Linked DNA regions of Callithrix jacchus: region 1 is linked to region 2. A link is a contact called in public Hi-C data. All regions are on one chromosome and are shown on one strand. The core of a region is the stretch at or near the end of the contact, and the rest is flanking DNA. Distances in the headings are between cores, read along the strand shown.

Region 1 (4,103 bases), core at 233-2,732, 160 kb after region 2:
GGTTGCAGTGAGCCAAGATCCTGCCACTGCACTCCAGCCTGGTTGACAGTGTGAAACTCTGTCTCCAAAAATAAATAAATAAAAGCTCTAAAAGACCCAGGCATGGTGGCTCATATGTGAAATCCCAGCACTTTGGAAGGCCAAGGTGGGCAGATCACCTGAGGTCAGGAGTTCGAGAGCAGCCTGGCCAACATGGTGAAACCCCATCTCTACTAAAAATATGAAAAGTAGCCAGGCATGGTGGTGGGCACCTATAATCCCAGCTACTCAGGAGACTGAGGCAGGAGAATTTCTTGAACCAAGGAGGCAGAGGTTGCAGTGAGCCTAGATCGCACTACTGCACTCCAGCCTGGGTGATAAAGAGACTCTGTCTCAAAAAAAAAAAGAAAAAAGAAAACCTCTAAAAGGTCAGAGACTGTCTACTTTGCATGCAGCTGCTTCACAGCGTCTAGAACAGGGTCTGCACATTGTGAGTGTGCCACACGTTTGCTGCATGAAAACGGGATGGTGGCTGATGGAGAGAGTTACTGATGGCAGGTCCCCGTGCAGGAGGGGGCATAGTATTTGGAGCTCAGATAAAGGGGCTGTCAAGTGTGCGAGGGCCCCAGGGCTTATTCCCCCTGTCTTCACCGTGTCATCTCCTGTCCCGGTGCCCTCTCACTCAGACTCTGGGCTCAGCCATATGCTTGCTGTGGCCAGCAGCAGACCAGAGGCGGGCAGAGGGCTTCACATCTCCATCTGCTGTATGCCCTGAGCTCCACTATGAGAATGTGCAGGGGCAGGCCTGCTGGAGGGTGAGAGGCCCATGGCTATGTGAGGAAAGAACATTCCAGGCCAAGGGAACGGGCAGTGCAAAGGCCCTCCTTCCAGATAGGGGCTTGCTTGGTGTCCTTGAGCAGGAGCACAGGGCCGCAGAGCTGGTGGGGCTGCGGCCAAGTGAGACAGGGGACCCTGCTGCAGGAGCTCCCAGGACCCAGATTGTGGAGGGCTTTGTAGACAGTGCAAGACTTCGGCATTTCCTCTAAGCAAAATGAGAAGCAGAGGCTTGGCAAGCTCTGACTTCCATGCGGAAAGGATCACTTCATTGCTGAGAAAGAAGAGATATGGGGGCGGTGTGGAAGCAGGAAGCCCCATGGGAATGGGAGGAGACATTGCAATAATTAGACCAGGGTGGCCGCAGCGGAGATGGGGAGAGGAGGTTGGCTCTGACTGTGCTATGAGGTCGGAGCTCAGAGGACGTGTGAGGGTCAGTGAGAGGAGATGAGGTGATCGGAGCTGAGGAGCAGCAAGGCCCAGCCTGGCCCTGCCTCGCCCCCCACCCAGGGATCCCCAGCCCTCTCTGCTCCTGCAGCACTGGCCCTTGCTCCCATCCCTCGAACACATTCCCCTCTTTCCTGCCTCAGAGGTCTGGTACTTTCCACTGCCTCTTTCCCCTCGCTCTTCGCCTGGCTAAATCCATCATTTGGATCACAGCTTCAGTGTTCTTCCAGAGGCCTTCCCGGGCCCCCAACCCCCACCGCTATGGATTGTCTCCTCTGTTATCCTTCCTCCTCCCACCCAGTTCTTTCGCTTTCCAGCGCTCCTTGCAATCATGTACATAATCCCATGGTTACTGGTTTAACATCTGTCTCCATTAGATCACCAGGGAGCAGGGCCCGACAGGCTGTGTGGGTTCAAGTCCCTGTGCTTCCCATCTTGACCTGCGTGAACTGGGGAAAGCTACTAAACCACTGGGCCCCAGTCTGCCCCGTGGAAAAATGGGGGTAAGGCTAAGGCAACCCTCCAGGTAGAGCGCCGAGCTCAACGCCTGGCCCACTGTTCAGTACACATTAGCTACGACGGGGGCCGTGGAAGGAAGGCCCGTGTGTTTATCTGGAAGCGCTCAGGCTGCTCAGATGACTTCACTGCGTTTGGCAAGCTCTCTGAGTGCCATAAACAAACAGCACTGTGAGGATCAGACTGCTCAAATGAGGCAGGTTTGAAACTGCCTCTTGGCAAATGCAAATTCAGGGAAATTAGAGAGATGTGTGCATGCGCTGATTTTGGTTGCTTGTCATCCAAATACCCATTCAGAGGGGAGGATATAAATCTCAAGACCAGATGGAGGCTGCGTTCCCCCTATGGAAGCGTGAGGGGGCCAAAGATCGAATTTCTGCAGGGAGTGCTTGGGCACTCAGCCTTGGTTCATCCTGCCCAGGACTTGAACACTGATTGAGGGTCATTGAGAAGCTGAGACCACTGAGGTGTCGCTCCCCTAATGCTGGGGTCCGAGCTCCCACCATCAAAGGGCAGTGGTGGTCGTAAGGTTGGCCCGGTTGTCCTCATGAGTCCCTCCCTGTGGCTCTGCCTCCCAGTCTTCTGGGTTCCTGCCCAATATGTGAGGCTGGTTCTCCTGTTTACCCTGTGATTCTATGAACCACCCATCATCCTTCCAGAAGATTCTTTTTGGGCTGTAGTCAACCAGGGTTGTTTTCTATTGTTCACAGCCAGGATCGTCTCCCCTCCCAGAAGGGGCTGAGTACCAACCCTCAGAAAACGTCTTCCACCACCTGTGGCTCTGCTCTACTCACTGCTGGGAACACAAGCTTCCCTAGGGTGCTGAGGGGTGGGCATGAGTCAGTCAGTACTCGGAGTACCCTGAAAACAGGGCAAAAGGTGTGGCAAGCTGCTATTTGGAGGTGTTACCCAGGCTTCTTTCCCAAGCACGCCGCATTGCCCTGCCCCAATGCAGACAGCAGCAAGCATGTCTTTGGGGCAGGAATGTCTCGGAAGAAATGAAGAAAGAAGCCAGCGGAGCTAGGTCCTGGATACTGAGCTTCAGAGTTGAGGTCCCAGCCTTAGTAAAAACGCTGACCACGTGATGGCTCTCTTCTCTCCACCCCAGCCCCGTTGTCTCGGCTGCAGTAGGGGCACCTCGGAGCTCAGGGAGCAGAGGGGCCTGCTTCCTGGTGAAGGCACCGAGGTACCCATCTCCCAGAACACCCTCATGTCTCTGCATGTAAGGAGACATGCTGGTGTGGCTTGTCTGGGCAGACAGGACCTGAGACAGCACCCTCCCTGAAGTTTCCCATTGAAGTAGCTGAGAGAGGGTTCTGAGACTATGTGAAGCTCAGGATCAGGATGGTACAACAAGGAGGCCAGGTGAGCCACGGGCCCTCATGGTGAATGCTGATGGGGTGGACGTGGGCAGCAATGAATCAATCTGGTGTGAATGGACATCAGCAAATGATGCCCAATAGGGCCAGAGACCATCTTTACAGATACCAGCAGAAAAGACAAGAATGACCAAGATCAGACCCCTCTCTGTGCTGACACCAGTAGCTGGGACCCCAGGGCAAAGGGGGAGGCAAAAACTTAGAACTGACTGAAGAGGCCAGGCTCAGTGGCTCACGTCTGTAATCCCAGCACTTTGGGAGGCCGAGGCAGGCAGATCACGAGATCAAGACTTGGAGACCAGCCTGGCCAACATGGTGAAAGCCCATCTCTGCTGAAAATACAAAAATTATCCAGGTGTGGTGGTGGGTGCCTGTAATCCCAGCTACTCGGGAGGCTGAAGCAGGAGAGTCGCCTGAACCCAGGAGGCAGAGGTTGCAGTGAGCCGAGATCGTGCCACTGCACGCCAGCCTGAGTGACAGAGCGAGACTCCATCTCAGAAAAAAATAATTGACTAAAGAAACCCTGAACTCTGTAATAAAAATGTTTCTGCATCATGCAACATGGAAGATGGAGGTGGAAGTCCAAGACAGTTATATATAGAAAATAAAAACATTCACACATCTGACTTTGTAATTCATGAAGATTGCACCCCTAGAAAGAACTCTCACCCCTAAGGAACCCTGCAACCCCATTACCTAAGAAACAGGCAGGTCTGGAGAGCCTTAGCGAGAGTTGTTGAGAGACAGACTTTGAAGCCTTATAAAGTGACTTCCTTTTATTAGGCACCTACTGTATACCAGGCACATTGCTGAACACTACATATTATTTTTTATTTATTAATCTATTTTTTTGAGACAGAATCTCACTCCATTGCCCAGGGTGGAATGCAGTGGCACAATCTCAGCGCCCTGCAACCTCCACTTCCCAGGTTCAAGCGATTCTCGTGC
Region 2 (4,287 bases), core at 762-3,261:
TGAGATCATGTAAAGAAGTATTACTCAACAGTTAACAGATACCTCCATCCTTCTCCCATGGAGGCCTTGATTTCTTTTCCTGCTGTTCTTTCTCATCAGGCTGACTTTCCTCTGCCTTTGGCCAGCCCTGACAGTTTGAGTTCCAGATCCAGGAGAGCATTTTCAACTATTTGCCCATTGCTGCATTTTGGCCTGGTTTGCTTCTCAGCAAGCAGGCTTTTACTCTGTAGGCCGTCTACATTTCTATCTTGGAGGGTTTGCCTGGGGCTATTCATAAGGAGCAAAATGTGGCATGTGATTCTTAGAGACATCTCAAACATTTATCCTTCCTAAAGGAGCCTAGTTAGAGAGCAGAAACTGGGCAGATGCCTCTAGGCAGGCCTTGGCTGATTTAAAGACCCAGTCCTAGGCTTTACTCGATTGAGGGTTTATCAGACCTTCCCACCCATATTAATGCCATGTTTCTGGGACCCCACACTGACAGCTGTTTCTTCCCAAAGACTCCTCTGGGGTGTTACGATGTGAGCTGGAAGTCAGCATCTCAAAAACCACATCATGATAAAGGATGGTAGATTTTGGGGCCAGGCTCAGTGGCTGGCTCATGCCTATAATCCCAGCACTTTGGGAGGCTGAGCAGGAGGATCGCTTGAGCTCAGGAGTTCAAGACCAGCTTGGGCAAAAAAGTGAGACCCCCATCTATTAAAAAAAAAATATTAAATTTGCCAGGCATAGTGTCACACACCTGTAGTTTCAGCTACTCAGCAGGCTGAAATGGGAGGATTGTTTGAGCCCAGGAAGTTGAGGCTGCAGTGAACCAAAATCACGCCACTGTACTCCAGCCTGGGCAACAGAGCAAGATCCCATCTCTAAAAAAATAAAATAATAAGTAAAAAGGCCAGGCATGGTACCTCATGCCTGTAATCCAGCACTTTGGGAGGCCAAGGCAGGAGGATTGCTTAAATTGTTTGAGACCTGCCTGGGCAACATAGCAAGACCTATTTTAAAAAGAAGAAGAAAAAACTAGATTCTAGTCCCTCCCTACCACTCCTCCATCAAAAGTCATTTCATCTCTTTGGGTCCCCAGTTGTCTTTGGTGACAAGCACAGACTTGGCTTGGATGCCCTGTAAGGCTGTGGTGAAGGTGACATCCTTTGAGGGTGGGCTGTCTCTTCCAATGCAGCTAGGGTTGTGCGGACTAGCAGCCTTCATGCCCAGCCAGATCACAATGTTCACAACGCGCCCAGATCCTTAATGGAGGGAATCATGCAGCCTGCACCACTTGGTACCAACGGCCTTGTTTGATGCACCAGTTTGTCCCGAGGCCTCAAGGAAGCACATCCATGAATGAGAGGAATGTGTCTTAATTAGGAAGAGAGACACCATTGCATTCTCCGGGTCCTGGACTTCCTTTGGGTCTTTTCCTTCTTGAACCTTTTGGAAGCCTCCAAAAATCTACTTTAGGATGGCATTAGAGCCTTCAGGGAGCTTCTTCTCCCAAGGGCTCCTTTGGCAACTAAAGTGAGTGGCTGAGAGGTGAAGCTGAATTAGGGAGGATCCTTGGCTTCCCACCACCACCACCCCTCCCAGAGCAGGAAAGGGGCTGGGGAGAGGAAAGCTGCCTTGCTGGGGAGAGGCCCAGCTCTGCTCCCTTTTGAACACACGGTGGCGCCATGTTGGTGTTAACCTTCCTCCCTTTTACTTGCCAGCACCCCAGAGCCTGCCAGTCCCTCAGCCCTCCCCTTCATCCTCACTGGGCTGGTGACCCCAGCATGACAGCAAGCCAGACCAAGGAGGGTGCTGCACTAGGGAAGGTCAAGTTGTACAGCTGAGGGAAGCAGTTCACTTTACTAATAAGCCAGCTGAGACCAACAGTGGCAGCAGAGGTTGGACTAGAATCTTGACTTCATTCAGTGCATTTTCCACTGGCAGCTCCAGATTCTCATACCCTGGGTTCTTCTCAACCCATTTCCTTTGCCAGAGGCAGGAATACAACTTCTCTCAGCCCCCACCTAGCCCAGGGACCTGAGGACCTAGAGCCTGGGACTGTTGCTGAGGTGAACAGGGTTGATATGGATGAGAGAAACATTGGCTCCAAGGATGAAAGAAGGGGCTGGGCGCGGTGGCTCATGCCTGTAATCCCAGGACTTTGGGACTCCAAGGCAGGAGGATCACCTGAGGTCAGCAGTTCAAGACCAGCCTGGCCAACATGGTGAAACCCCATCTCTACTAAAAATACAAAAATTAGGCGGGCGTGGTCATGCATGTCTATAATCCCAGCTACTCTGGAAGGCTGAGGCAGGAGGATCACCTGAACCTGGAAGATGGAGGTCGCGATGAGCCAAGATCACGCCACCGCACTCCAGCCTGGGTGACAGAGCAAGGCTCCATCTCAAAAAAAAAAAAGATGAAAGAAGGGAATCTTTAAAAGCATTCATGCCACCAATTTCTAGTCTTTGAAGTTTCAGAAGAATTTCTGTGGCTGCTGCTTCTGAACAAGGCTGAGGGAAATGTCATAGAATCAGCTTAGTGAGTTGCTTCAATGGAAACTTCATCCAAGGCTGGTAATAAATAGCAGTTACGTAACTCAGCAGGTCACAGCACTAACTAAGCCCTTTTTAGGCCATCAATCCACATTTATTTCCTGGATTTTATAACTACTGCTCAAAGGGAGAAAAGGAGGGGCTCAGGATTAGGGAGAGAGAATCTGTGTGCCTGGACAAAACCTCCAAACCTATTCTCCAGCCTCCTCTCCCACACGCCACCTCTGCAGCTAACTCAGGGGGACGTGCCAAGTTCCAGCACATCCAGACCCTGTGGGCTCCACACTGGGAAACCAGACCCCTGTCCCAGCTGACCTGAGTAGACATGAGTTTTAGGCTGTTCATTTCTCTCTGTCCTGCTTTCTGTAAAATGACAGTTGGGCTAGATGAGTTCTGGGATGCTTTTCTGCCCCATGATTCTAAACATTAGGGCATAAGAGTGAGTATCATGTTTGTTGCCCTCACTCCCATGCCCCAATGTTAGCTGCAAGATGCTGTCGGATCCTCTTGATGGAGAAGGTGGAAGGGCATGATCCCAGCCACGTGATACATGGCACAGCAAGGGGGTGGGAGGTTTGAGGCTGCCCCGGCTGGGGTGGGGAGCTGGAGTGCAGAGTAAAGGGACCCTTGCCGCATCGGCCTTACTGCAGTCAGGACACCCACATGAGCCAGAGCCAGCATGGACTACAGGGCTTCTGTGGGCACAGGGGAGTGGGCATAGACCTGGAGCAAGGGGTGCCTAATAGAAGTGCTCACCATTCTCAAGCCTGGGGAATTTGATGCCCAGGTTCAGGGCTGTTCCAGGATGCTCAGGTGAATATGAATGCCCAAAATTGCAGCCAGCAGGCTCCAGATGCAGCTTCTGTCTCTCGCCCCCACTGGGGTCATGGAGACAGCTCCCCTGGCCTTCTCCATATCCTACCAGCTGGCAACATCCAGTGTGAAGCTTCTTGGGGAAGGAAAGGGCCTGGGGAAGAAATTCAGTGGGAAAGAGGATGTCAGAAGGTTTGTGGCATCGGGAAATGACAGGAAAGCCAGAGAGGAGTTGGCGCCAGGGGCTGGAGAAGTGACAGTTCTTGGGTGGAGCCTCTGGGAAGCAGGAGGCTTTGGGTCCAGGACCCCTTTCCTTCAGGGCCTGGCCCGGAAATTTCGTGATGGGATCATGCCTTAGGGAGCCCAGGAGCCCCGGCCCAGACTGCCCTTCTTGGGGTTTGGAGCCCTTGGAAGGGCTGAGTGGCAGAAAGCAAGGGTGGCCGCAGCCACTGAGCATCCCTGGGAAGGGACGGGGCTGTGTAGAAGGATTACCCGGGGACAGGTGGGCAGTCACAGTGTCTCAGCCCGCTGGGATTGGCAGCAGAACTCATCTGTTGAAGAGAAGGTAGAGGTCAGGTGTCACATGGCAGGAAATTTCCAATAAAGACAAAAATGCTTCCCCGGAGAAGAGACCTGGAGACTGGGGCTCTGCTCACACTTGCTTCACTGCACACAGTCACTCTGGTGTCCTTTGGTCTCTCTTCCCCCTCCGTCAGCGCTCGGCCCTTCCCCCTCGGCTGCTGCTTCCTCTGCAGGAACAGCTGCGTGTCTGGGCTTGTCAGGAGTCAGCTGCGTCTCCAGACACAGACATAGGAGCCCCAGCACCAGCCCTGGCCCGACGCTCGGCACTGAGGTTTGGGAGGTAGTGATCTCCCTGTTAAACTGAGACCCAGAGACAGGGAGTGTGTTTGAATCCCGCAGACCCAACAAGTGA

Evidence for each region. A called contact is a pair of places that touch in the nucleus more often than the background predicts.
Region 1: a contact with region 2 is called in a Hi-C map of skeletal muscle, with 7 times the contacts expected there. The contact joins two enhancer-like sites. A contact is called at or near these places in 3 of 3 Hi-C or Micro-C datasets (induced pluripotent stem cells and skeletal muscle).

What each region holds. Positions count from the first base shown.
Region 1 is chr5:115,560,854-115,564,956 of calJac240_pri, forward strand. No RefSeq gene overlaps it. Among named protein-coding and RNA genes, the nearest start is that of ANKRD40CL, 15 kb to the right of the region's middle. Within about 2 kb of position 1,483, at least 5 of the 16 cell types and tissues checked have an H3K27ac peak or open chromatin away from gene starts, as enhancers often do. A contact at or near this core is called in skeletal muscle, where this site is marked.
Region 2 is chr5:115,401,605-115,405,891 of calJac240_pri, forward strand. No RefSeq gene overlaps it. Among named protein-coding and RNA genes, the nearest start is that of TOB1, 84 kb to the right of the region's middle. Within about 2 kb of position 2,012, at least 5 of the 16 cell types and tissues checked have an H3K27ac peak or open chromatin away from gene starts, as enhancers often do. A contact at or near this core is called in skeletal muscle, where this site is marked.